Regions from separate parts of the Mus musculus genome. Here all the other regions are linked to region 3. A link is a contact called in public Hi-C and HiChIP or PLAC-seq data. All regions are on one chromosome and are shown on one strand. The core of a region is the stretch at or near the end of the contact, and the rest is flanking DNA. Distances in the headings are between cores, read along the strand shown.

The links. Hi-C and Micro-C count contacts between places; a contact is called where the count stands out from the background. HiChIP or PLAC-seq counts read pairs in DNA pulled down with a chosen protein or histone mark.
Region 1: a contact with region 3 is called in an H3K4me3 HiChIP or PLAC-seq map of intestinal villus epithelium, with 6 read pairs. The contact joins two enhancer-like sites. A contact is called at or near these places in 1 of 484 Hi-C or Micro-C datasets (nephron progenitors) and 2 of 115 datasets of contacts at active chromatin or transcription factors (embryonic stem cells and intestinal villus epithelium).
Region 2: a contact with region 3 is called in a Hi-C map of muscle stem cells, with 2.5 times the contacts expected there. The contact joins two enhancer-like sites. A contact is called at or near these places in 2 of 484 Hi-C or Micro-C datasets (bone marrow-derived macrophages and muscle stem cells) and 1 of 9 other capture datasets (embryonic stem cells).

What each region holds. Positions count from the first base shown.
Region 1 is chr1:39,104,448-39,108,302 of GRCm38.p6, forward strand. No RefSeq gene overlaps it. Among named protein-coding and RNA genes, the nearest start is that of Gm35222, 79 kb to the left of the region's middle. Within about 2 kb of position 1,269, at least 102 of the 459 cell types and tissues checked have an H3K27ac peak or open chromatin away from gene starts, as enhancers often do. A contact at or near this core is called in intestinal villus epithelium, where this site is marked.
Region 2 is chr1:39,067,691-39,071,510 of GRCm38.p6, forward strand. No RefSeq gene overlaps it. Among named protein-coding and RNA genes, the nearest start is that of Gm35222, 42 kb to the left of the region's middle. Within about 2 kb of position 2,356, at least 16 of the 459 cell types and tissues checked have an H3K27ac peak or open chromatin away from gene starts, as enhancers often do. A contact at or near this core is called in muscle stem cells, where this site is marked.
Region 3 is chr1:39,233,111-39,237,106 of GRCm38.p6, forward strand. All of the region lies in intron 1 of Npas2 (neuronal PAS domain protein 2), which reads left to right. Among named protein-coding and RNA genes, the nearest start is that of Npas2, 41 kb to the left of the region's middle. Within about 2 kb of position 2,086, at least 39 of the 459 cell types and tissues checked have an H3K27ac peak or open chromatin away from gene starts, as enhancers often do. A contact at or near this core is called in intestinal villus epithelium and muscle stem cells, where this site is marked.

The DNA.
Region 1 (3,855 bases), core at 19-2,518, 130 kb before region 3:
TTTATGAGGAGAAAGGAGCACCATGCTCTTTTCCAAGTCTGATGCTCTTGGCCAGCTCAGCCTCAGCTCTTCTCCTCCCGGGTTTGGTAAGGTGTAGTCAAGACATGAGGGAGCTGTGGTCTTTCCCACTCTGGTCTGCCCCTCCTCGCTGTTCAGCGGGTAATAAGGTCTCGTGCAGCAAGGAAGAGGTCAGTGAGGATGAGAGTAGATGTAGAAGCTAGAGCAAAGGATTCATGCATCATCTAAAAACATTGACTAACACACACACACACACACACACACACACACACACACACACACCCACCACTGTAAACCAAACTAGAAGACACCTATGGGCCAGTAGTATACCACTTCTGTTCTTTATCATCCCTAGAGTCCTTCTTCATCGTAGATTAGGGATCTAAACTCTTCCCCCAGGCTGTCAGGCTGGGTGTCTCCATGCTTTTAAGTTCCTGCATCAAAATAACAACAATGTCCAATATCAACAATAGAAGGTAACTGAAGACCTTACCAATCAAAACTCATCAAACAGCCTCTCACTGTGGATTTTCCATTCAAATCCGTTTGCTCCGTCTTTCAGCTTGTCATCCTGTCAGCCTACTGGCCCAGCTCTCTGAACTTCTTCTGGTTACGTGACTCTTCTTTGCTTAAATGAATTCCATCCAAATATCCCGTCTGAAGTTTCTACTTTGGCACTATCTGCCTTCCAGTTATCTCGATGGCTTTTTCATCTCTCCGCCAGTTCCTAAGGCTGTCGTTGACAGCTGTGTCATCTACATCACTGTGTTGTGTGGGGAAATGCCGCCTTTTAACTACACTATACAACTCAAGCTTCTGCCCTTTCTTACTCTGAGCTCCCTGCCTTTAACAGGCCTGGTTATGGCTGAAAGGTTCTCTCCTGGCTCGTGGTGTGAACACTTGCTCTCTAGCTACAGGAGATGGGGCCTAGCTAGTCATTGGAAAGGCGTCCATGGGGTCTGGTATCCCCACCCACTTCCTGACTTCTGATCTACCCTCATGTAAACAGCTTCTCTCATACACTCACTTCCACCACCATGAACCGAGTAGCTCAGCCATGCCTTCCCTAAAGCACAGTGGTGTCCACGACCAAACCCACCTGAAACCATAAGCCGACAAAACTCATTCCGCTCTAAAGTTATTTCTGTCCCCTGGTTTTAGCGTCAGAACAGTAAACAACCCCAGTGCCTTCTTATCTTGCAAGTCCTCAGTCCTGGCTGTCCTGGGGCAGGGCAGGCGGCAGATGACTCATGCCCTGCCTGGCTGCTTGCTGAGTTAGATTTCACAGTCACAGATTTCTAGTCTTATAACCACACACAGATGACGGAGATTTCAGAGAGAAGCTGGGCAGCCCGGAGCGGACAGACGCAGACTGTGTGAATTATGTCCACAGGACAGAACAGCCGGGAGTTGGGGAGTGAGGTGGGGAGAGAAGAAGGTCCCATTGTGTCACCTGGGGCTCCATGGAGCTTTCTTTACTGTGGAACAGGCTCAGAACGTTGTTGGAGAGCGTCCTGTGTCAGGAGAGGCCAAGGACGCTGGGCAATTACCAGCGATAAACAGACTGCCATGAAATAGACCAAGAACCCTTTCCAATTAGGACAGTTGGATTTAAAAATTAGGATTTAATTTTTCCTTCCCCCCAGAAATAAGAAAGGGAACTAAATGCAAAAATCTGTTCTTTTCTTCCAAGAGACTTTAAGTAGCAAACAAGCAAGGTGTCAGGCCTGGGAAAGCCTTCTGTCTAGGCTCTGAGTAAATGAACTTGCCTTTTGGTGGGGAACTGGAGTTAAAATTAAACAGATACATATGCATAGCTCCCAACGAGAAGGATCCTACACGTGTCTTAAAAAGAAACCCGGTCTCACTGAGTAGGACAAGCAAAGAGAAGAATACAATAATCCCTCCTTAGAAATCCATCAACAGCCTCTCTGTTTCCCCAGCAGGGGACGGTCCTCTGAACGGCTTAGCAAATGTCTTCATGGTCTAAAAACAGATGAGAAGCCTTTGTCTAGGCTCTCTGGACCACAGCCCTTGTGGTACCTTAGTGACAAAAACAACAGGCACTTAAAGAGTGGCCTTGCACACCGCCACATCAGCCCCAGGCCCCATGCAGTCTTCAGAGTCTCTGGACACATCTGTAACCCTTATACCAGCTATCTGCGCTGACCTATTTTTATGTAACGTTGCATCCAGTTTCAAATTCAAATTTAGGTTCCATATTCTTAAAACCTAGAATAGTGCCTGGCTCATTGTTGATGCTCAATATATCCAACTTCCTTCCTGCTCCTAATTTCGACCGTAATTGAATGTGAAACCTGATCCCACGGAGTTCATTTTTTCTCCAACACAGCCTTAGATGCAGGCCAGCAGGCAGCTGTTGGGAGCCTTAGGGACCAGTGGAATGCTTGGATGACACTCCCAAGTCTTCAACTCAACTAGAAAAGTCACTGTGTCAAATTTGGTCTAGGGACGTTGGCAGATAGTAACATCATCCTGGGTGGTGTAGATTTGGGAATTTCTAGAATGAACTTGTCACCAAGAGTCAGTCATCTAAAAATTTCCCATAGGCCAAGGCTGTCGTTAGAATGGATCTCACCATGGTTTTGCTTTGTTTTTAACTCTCACACACTTACTTGGTCTCTGACTCTACATTCTCATTTATTGTTTCAGTAGACAGGAAGACCTTTGAGCTTCACCATGGGCACACAGTGAAGCCCACAACAGTGAAGGAGCACTCTACCCTCAAATGTAGAGATGGGGAAAAAGGGAGATCCAAGGCCATTAGACAGCATCTTCCTACTTCGGTGTCTGGCATTTCTGCCAATAGAAATGCTCACCAGCCTAGAGCTCTTCAGGAAGGAGAACATGTAGTCCTCCCTGTGGGAAGAACAGCAATGACCTCTGACAGTCCTTGCTCTATGATTCAGGGATGGCTCCTCCTCTCTGGTCACTGTCCACTGCTGCTTTCTTCCAGCCTGTGGGATGGGTTTCCACTAAAACCATTGGGCAGGCAATGAAGACAATTCTGCATGATTTCTTCCCAGCTCATGGGAGGAGGAGAGGAAACCTTTCCTATTGCCTGGTCCAGTCCTCACTGCCCCTCCTGGAGAGTGGAATCCACTCAGGTGCCTGGCCTTTCATGGGGATCTGATGGGAGTCACCACAGTTTGTGTGGTGTGCCCATTTCAGAGAGGCGCACCAGTGATATGAGAGAACTCCGACTTACACGACCCTGGAATCCACTCTATGTTTCTTTCGCTCTACTTTCTTAAAACAAAAGTGTTGCAGGATATTTGGTCACACTGTGAGCCCCCAAGATTGTATAATTTACTGGGAAAACCTGTTTTTCGTTGTGATGTGGCTCAGCCTTAACACACGCCTTTAATCCAAGAGCTTCCTGTCTATTGAAAAGAGGATTAAATGAAGTTAATCATAGGTCAAGAGGCGGAGCAAGCAACCAGTTGACTGGGAGTGAACATAGGCTTATTAAAAACATGCCACAGAAAGTAAGAGGGAGTCAGAAGGATGGATAGAGAGACGCACAGGAAGTAGAAAGGAAGAACATTGAGTTTGAAGGAATTGTTTGTTTGTTTTTTGAGGTGGAGTGAGAGAGGGGATTCCAGCTGGTATGTCAGATGAGGAGGAAGGTCAGCTGGATGCTTTCTCTGCCTCTCTGAATTAGCAGGCTTTCAACCCAGCATCTGGCTCCCGAGACTTCATGGGTACAAAAGAATGATGGAGATTTTGTTAAAACCAACAAAAATGTTCTTAGTTAAGAACCTAGCAGAAGAGGTTTTAGGTAGATGTCTACGAATTTCAGGGGTACTATTAGAC
Region 2 (3,820 bases), core at 1,106-3,605, 170 kb before region 3:
GTGTGACAAGCTCTCTATAGACTGAGACATCTCCCCCACCCTGGAGTGGGGGTCCTGACCAGTACTGTGAAGGTTCTTACAGGAGCATCAAGTCCAGTGTTACTTCATCCTCTAAGAGACTTGAGAGCCATAGTTTCCATATCTGTGAAGTGAGAAAGATATTACCCACCTAACACAGCTGCTGGAGAATCAACAGCAATTCTTTTGTGAAGTGTTGGCAAATGGTGGGTCAAGGTAAGAGTGAACCCACTTCACAGGTTCCAGATGAACTGAAACTAATCTGGGGTGCATGGCATACAGCAAGAACTAAGAGAAGACATAGAGCTATGAGCAGTGACCCTTGGTTCAGTAAACAGAATATTAATTGGCGTAGAACAGTCATTGAGAATCAGAAAACCCAGAGCTCAGTTACAAATTAGCAAGCAGTGTAAACGATTGAGAAACTCCCATGCTTCCAAGGCATGAATGGAATGGGATTACCTCAGGAAGTTGCCAGACTCCCGTGAACTTTGCTTGCAGGGCTGGAAGCTTCCAGCAGTGGCAGATCCTTCTGGATCTTTTTTGAAAAGTCACTAATGTTTATGTCATCTTTATTCCTATTTTAATAATTTCCTCCCTCACTCAAGAATGTTTTATTTTCTTTCCTTTTGTGGGGGAGTACAAATATTAGAAGTAAAACTGATCAGATCTGGCTGATAAACCATTGATTTGACATCAATATTTGAACCCATTGAGACATGTCTGTTAGCCACACCATCAGTTATCTGTGATTTATTAAGAGGCACTATATACCCAACACCATCCAGGAAAATATGGGGCACAAAGGCAGAATAAATGCTTGAAGTTGAGAGGGCAAGTCAGACTTAGTCTCATGGAGTTGGTAACATCTGAGGGGTGCAGACTTGAGGCACAGTACAAGGTTAAAGAAGACAGAGGCCAGGGTGGTCTATTGTCATAGGCAATGATTTATGGGAGAGAATGGACAAGAGGCTCATTGGAGGAAAAGAAATGGGAACCAGCAGTTGGGTCATGAGAAGCCACAGCCCAAGCAAGGTCCTTGGGACCTGAATACATGGAATCCCGTGAGTCCATCCCTGTCCACAACTTGCCACCTCATTCCTTAGGATGGTATGGTTCGCTGACATGCTCAACCGAAGTCATGGGGGGAAAGGAGTGGTGGGTGTTGGGATAGGAGCATGTGTCTATTAAGGAAAGGAGAGGGAGAGGAACAGGACAGAGAGAGGGAGGGGGGAGGGAGGGAGGGAGAAAGCAAGAGAGAGAGGGGGGAGAGGGAGGGAAGAAGGGAGAGAGAGAGAAAAACAATGGGATTAACATAGACTTCCTCAATGGAGATCCTTTCCTTGGCTTGGTCCTGAGTGGTCAGATGTGTACAAAGTCTCTGAAGTCCCACACGTTCACCTTCCAATAGACTGGGATGAGGGCTGGTTGAGTGGCATAGGATTTTATCAACACACAAAACAGATTCTTGCAGCATGCTCAAGCCTGAGACAAGTACTTGCCAGGTTGGAAAAACGAGCTTGTGAGAATGGAGCATCCGGCAAGGGAGAGCCTCGTAGGCTCCTGACAGACTTAAAACTTCGGGACCTGGGCTGGGTTCCTCCTAGCTGAGCTGCTCCTTTAGGTAAACATCCTCTGTTAACCCCTGGCCTCTTGCATGTATGCTACCTTACCTAGTACATCTGCAACTGTGGAACAGAGATTCAGGCAGCTGGCAGTTCCCAGTCACATTGCAGACTTAGGAGTTCCTGCGGTGGGGGAAGCGACGTGGTCAGAGGAAGGAAGGTGTTTATGGAGCTGAGATAGTAACACCCTGGACTCTCCAAGAGCCACTGCCTCAAAGCGCGTTAGTGAACAACAGCTCAAGCTTGCCTGTCGGGTGTATAGGGTGAGAAGGGGAGGGAAGGAGGGCATACAATATCTGCCCCAGTCCTCAGCACCTTAGGATGTAGCTGTGGTGGAACACTTCTCTCCATAGGCACACCCCTGAACACTGGCCCTTTGATCCTGGCAAACCCCTCAAAAATGGGGGTGGGGTGGGAGTCACTATCCCCTCTCTTGCGGTTCTTCTACTTCCGGTGCCTGGCTATTCACAATCATCCAGCTCCATCCTCTCCAGCTGCCAGCGCACTATGGCTCCAGTCTGCCGCCCCTGTTATTGCTTTCTTGCTGAGTCCTTCACACTTCCACCTCTGCCTGTGCTGCGCTCCTAAAAGCAGGCAAGTATTGAAGGCCACACAGAAGAAGCTTTTTATTGGACCCAATGTTGCAATCCCAGGGGAGGCAGCGCAGTAGGATGTCTCCAGCTGAGTTCCTAAGAGCTTTAATGGTGCCCTTGTGTAGTGAGAGACGTGGGTGTTTGAACCAATTACAGCACTATACCACACGCTAATAGAGGTTTGTATCTGCACCAATCATGCCAGTTGCCTTGTTAGGCCACCAGGCAAATGTTCCCGTTCTAGCCTTCTTGGAAAAAGTTCTAAGGTCACTTAGAGTTCACTAAATGAGGTTTGTTATGGGAAAAAAAGTCTGCTGCAAAGTATTTGAAAAGCCCTGGATAGGGCTGTGACTTTAAGATGTGGGTGGTTCCACAGCAATTATTATGTAGTTTTCTCAAGGTGTCCAAGGAGTATTCAGGACAGCTGTTACTGGTGTGAGGGTAGTCCACCTGACTGATGGTCCTTTTGTTTGAGGTAACCAAGGCAACAAGGGAACACTCAACAGCTGCCAATTATGGAGCTAAATTGCCCTGTCTCTCACTGTCTTTGCCTATTTATAGGGGTAACATACAGCAGGAGCCCTTCAATAAGAACTAAAGAACCCACTATGGTCACTTGATCTTTGACAAAGGAGCTAAAACCATCCAGTGGAAAAAGACAGCATTTTCAACAAATGGTGCTGGTTCAACTGGCAGTTAGCATGTAGAAGAATGCAAATTGATCCATTCTTATCTCCTTGTACAAAGTTCAAGTCTGAGTGGATCAAGGACCTCTACATAAAACCAGATACACTGAAACTAATAGAAAAGAAAGTGGGGAAGAGCCTTGAACACATGGGCACAGGGGCTCGGAAATTTCCTGAATAGAACACCAATAGCTTATGCTCTAAGATCAAGAATTGACAAATGGAACTTCATAAAGTTGCAAAGCTTCTGTAAGGCAAAAGACATTGTCAATAGGACAAAATGGCAACCAACAGATTGGGAAAAGATCTTTACCAACTCTACATCCAATAGAGAGCTAATATCCAATATATACAAAGAACTCAAGAAGTTAGACTCCAGAGAACCAAATAACCCTATTTAAAACTGGGGTACAGAACTAAACAAAGAATTCTCAACTGAGGAATATTGAATGGCTGAGAAGCACCTAATGAAATGTTCAACATCCTTAATCATCAGGGAACTGAAAATCAAAACAACCCTGAGCTTCCACCTCACACCAGTCAGAATGGCTAAGACCAAAACCTCAGGTGACAGCAGGTGCTGGCAAGGATGTGGAGAAAGAGGAACACTCTTCCATTTCCGGTGGGATTGCAAGCTGGTACAACCACTCTGGAAATCAATTTGGCAGTTCCTCAGAAAATTGGACATAGTACTACCTGAGAACCTAGCTATACCATTCCTGGGCATATACCCAGAAGATGCTCCAACATGTAATAAGGACACATGCTCCACTATGTTCATAGCAGCCTTATTTATAATAGCCAGAAGCTGGAAAGAACCCATATTTCCTTCAACAGAGGAATGGATGCAGAAAATGTAGTACATTTACACAATGGAATACTACTCAGCTACTAAAAA
Region 3 (3,996 bases), core at 836-3,335:
ACCTTCTGCTGGGCCTTACCTCTCAGTAGCATGCATGGGAGTTGAGGCATTTCTGAGTCTTTTAGGATCAGAATCATACCAGCCGCAGAGCCATGAGAATGCTTGCAGTCTGGAGAGAAGTGGGGGACCATGATGAACCCACCAGTAGCTAGAGCCTCGGTGAGAAGTCAGTGGGTTAAGATCAGTGTTTCTTGGTCTGTGGGTCATGACACCTATGTAGGTTGAATGACCCTTTTACAGGGGTCACTTCGGGCCACTGGAAAGCACAGATATTTATATTATGATTCATGACAGTAACAAAACTACAGTTATGAAGCAGCAATGGAATAATGCTATGGTTGGGGGTCACCACAACATGAGGAACTATATATATTAAAGGGTCACAGCATTAGGAAGGTTGAGAACCACTTTTTTAGATTACTGTGAGCTGGGATTAGATATTTTCAGGAATGACAAATAGTTCAGAGCGTATATGAGAAACCTTTTCTTGACCTTAGCTTGTGGATTTGTGTGTCTGAGAAAGAGGGCTCATCTGAATGTCAGAGCAACATTTTGTGGTATTGTATCAGTCATGTGTTCAATTAACTTACCTTCCAAGCCTTGGCAATCTGGTGAGATAAAATATTAGGAGTGTATCCAAAATTGTTCAGAAATGTCCCGATATCTTCCAAAATAGTGTCATATAATGAGATTCCTAAGAGGCTGCAAATGAAGCCACTGCAACATTTAATCGCGACTGTTCCAAGTTGCGTTCCACTTGATCAGCCAACAACTCTTTGGAATAAATAGTACCATGAGAACCCTAATTTGGGACACATATAACATGCCTGGCTTTAAAACTCTGAAGCCATTTCTGAGGCACGAGGAAAATGCCACTAAACAAATCACGGCTGTCACTTCCCTATGGCCCACACATCTATCTGTATAGAAACAAAATACAGCACAGTAGTTGCACAGTCTTGCTTTTAAATTTATTTTTTATTTGGTGTGTATAGGTGTTTTTCTTGCATGTATGTCTATACACTGTATGTGTGTCATATCCATGGAAGCCAGAGGAAGGGATTGGATCCCTCGGAGATGCAGAAGGAGCTGCCATGTAGTTGCTGAGACTTGAACCCGGGTCCCCTGGAAGAAGCTCTGAAACACCGAACCATCTCCCCAGCCCCAACCTCATAGTTTATAAAGTGGATGAGGGGCCCATGAGGCACCAGTTGGAAATGAATGATTTCACAGTGAAAGGCTGAGGCAGAAACATTAGGCCGCGGCTGGTCTCAGCACCCTGGACACCATAAAAAGTTGTGAGAGGACCAAATCTCTATCCCAAGAAGACTGAGGCAAGGCGATTGCAAGTTCAAGGCCAGCCTGGGCTATATAGTGAGATACAATATGTAAAAGTGGGGAGAAGCGGGAGAGAGAGGGAGGAAAGGAGAGACAGGGAGAGAGGGAAAGAGGTGGAGAGGGGAGGAGGAAATAAAAAAATATTGAGAAACCTCTCTGGGGATAGTTGCCAACACAGAAATTCAAAGTGAGAGAGGCTATGAATGTTTTTTTTTATTCTTTTTAAAGTAATAAGTGCTTTTAAATACAAAACAACTGTTTCCCAAAGCAGTATAACTTGGGATGGCGTTGCTTTGATTTTTGTAAATCTCTTTAGTGTTTGGCTTCTCACAGGTGAATATCGCACATCAGTAAGCCCTGGGAACTCCCCTGCACATTGGTGAGAAAAGTGAGATTCAAAATAAAACTAATCTCAGTGCTATTGTGAGACCAAAGCAGAAAGGGAGAGATGAGTTTTGACTTCACAGACTGCAACCGTGATCACCAGCGTCCCAGACCACATCCTGGAAATCTCAGACATAATCGTAATTTAAACCAGGATATCCTTAGGTGTAAGAACTCTGAACCAATGAAACGTCTGCTCTTTGTGGCAAGATAACTAGAGTCCGTGGGAGGATATGCACTCTACCTGCTTAAGCTAATGCTGTGCTTTGGGCAGAAGTTCGACCTTCTCTCGGTACTGGGGCCACAGCCCCTGTTCCTCTGCTGAGGCCAACACTAACTCCCTATTTAGTGTCTGCGTCTGCGTGTTGCTAGGCTGATGTTTCCCACACACTGTTGTTTCTAGAATGACTCAGAACCTTTGGCTCCCATGACCTGTGACTCCTAACATCTTCTACTCTGTTCGGCAACCTGATTAAACTGTTCCTTCCTGACTAAGATAAGAGAGTAGCTCCTGCACACCCAGGATCAACCTTTAGACCCACCTCAGGGAAGAATTTGAATTAGGAACGATTTCAGGTGTCTGGTACTGTCACCTCAACCCTCAACCCAGGCTTCCATAAGGGATAGCGGCTGCCTAAGAAATCAAGTTATTTCTGTTTGGACCAAAGTGTTGACCTTGAGGAAGGTGACCCTGGAGCAACCCTGAGGTAGAAGAGCTTGCCCTGCCTCCATGGACAATTGTTAGCTGTCGTAAGCACTTGCCCAGCCCCCATGCTACAGCTGCTGCCTCTTGCTTTCAAATCAATTTGAGCTCCAGCCTGAGACCCAGCTCTCGGCTAGTTACCCTGTGTGAGCCTCCAAGTTTACTTGAGTATTCGTTCTCCACTCTCCTTTCATGGTTGGAGAATGTGTGCCACTTTCTTGGGATAGCCCTTGGGGTTGACCATGTTCTGTGCTAAACCCTAGCGGTGCCATGATTGAAGGTGAAAAGCTGAGTGTTGAGATAGAAGATTTAAGACTAGAGGTGGAGAAAACGGAGCAGTCAACCAATGCAGAGAATCCTCGCCCATCTTCTGCTTCTTCTCAGACAGTCCTAAAGACATAAGCTATCCATGAATCACTTGCATGAGGCGGGACTTCATTTCCATGTCTGTAGGGAAAATGCTACAGAAGCGAGCTTGGAGCATTTTTTTTCTTTCTTCCACTTAAATTAGTTCTTTGATAATACAATGCATTCCAGTCACCCCACCTACCCTTTCATTTCTCCACATCTCTACGTAACCCGCCCTCTCCTTCCTCCCGCCAGACTTTCCAGACTCGTGACCATCAGTTTTGTGTTATGACTCAGTTACTTTATGTTCATGGGATTAGAACTGTGTGTTGGCGTCTGGTGGGGTCACCAGTGGATTCATCACCAAAGGCCATGACTTCCCCTCTCCCTAGATCTTTTGGGAACAAACAGTTCAGCATGAGGGGGTAGGGCCCCCTAAATCCATCCTCCATTCGTGCTTGGCTGTTGACAGACCCATTCTTATATAGACCCAGTCATTTTTCCCTTTACCCTCCCTCCTACTTTTCCCAGAAGGCTTTTCTCTCAACAGCAGGCCCAGGTTCATCTGAAAGACATCTCTTTGTCCACCAGTTTCAGACGGCATGGGGGCTGGCGTGTGGAGTACTGGAAACTAATGTAAATGTGAGGTGTTTTCTTTCTAGAATACATGAACCTATGTGGGCTGACTAGATTGCTTCCTTGCCCGACAGACTCAATGCCATAGAATTCCAGTAGCTATTCCCATGTCACAGGACAAGGAGGAGCAGGAGAATGGAGGGGAGCATCCTCGCGTCTTCATCTGGTTTTCCAGAAGTATCTACCGTGCGTCACTATATTCCAGACATAGGCCTCTCTCTAAAAGCAAAGATCATCTTTACAATTCTACCAAGGCTTTAGCCAGGAACAGATCATGCAAAATTGTAGGCAAAATATATTTAACATTCTGTAGGGCCCATAAAGATGGCTATTTTAGTTGTAGGAGCTTCGGTGATATTTATTTAGTTGCTATTTCTTTATTTTCTTGGGGGTCTGAGTATAATTGGAATAGACAATGTGTATTCTCTTTGGTGGCATGAGGCAAGTTGTTCTAAAGACAGGCCTTTGCAGCTCAATTTATTTTAGAGCCAATGAAATATTTGGTCTCTTCAACTAGACAGAATTTGTAATGGTTTCTCCAAATTCTCTGCTTTAAAGATCAAAAGGCTACTTTTTAGATGATCAAT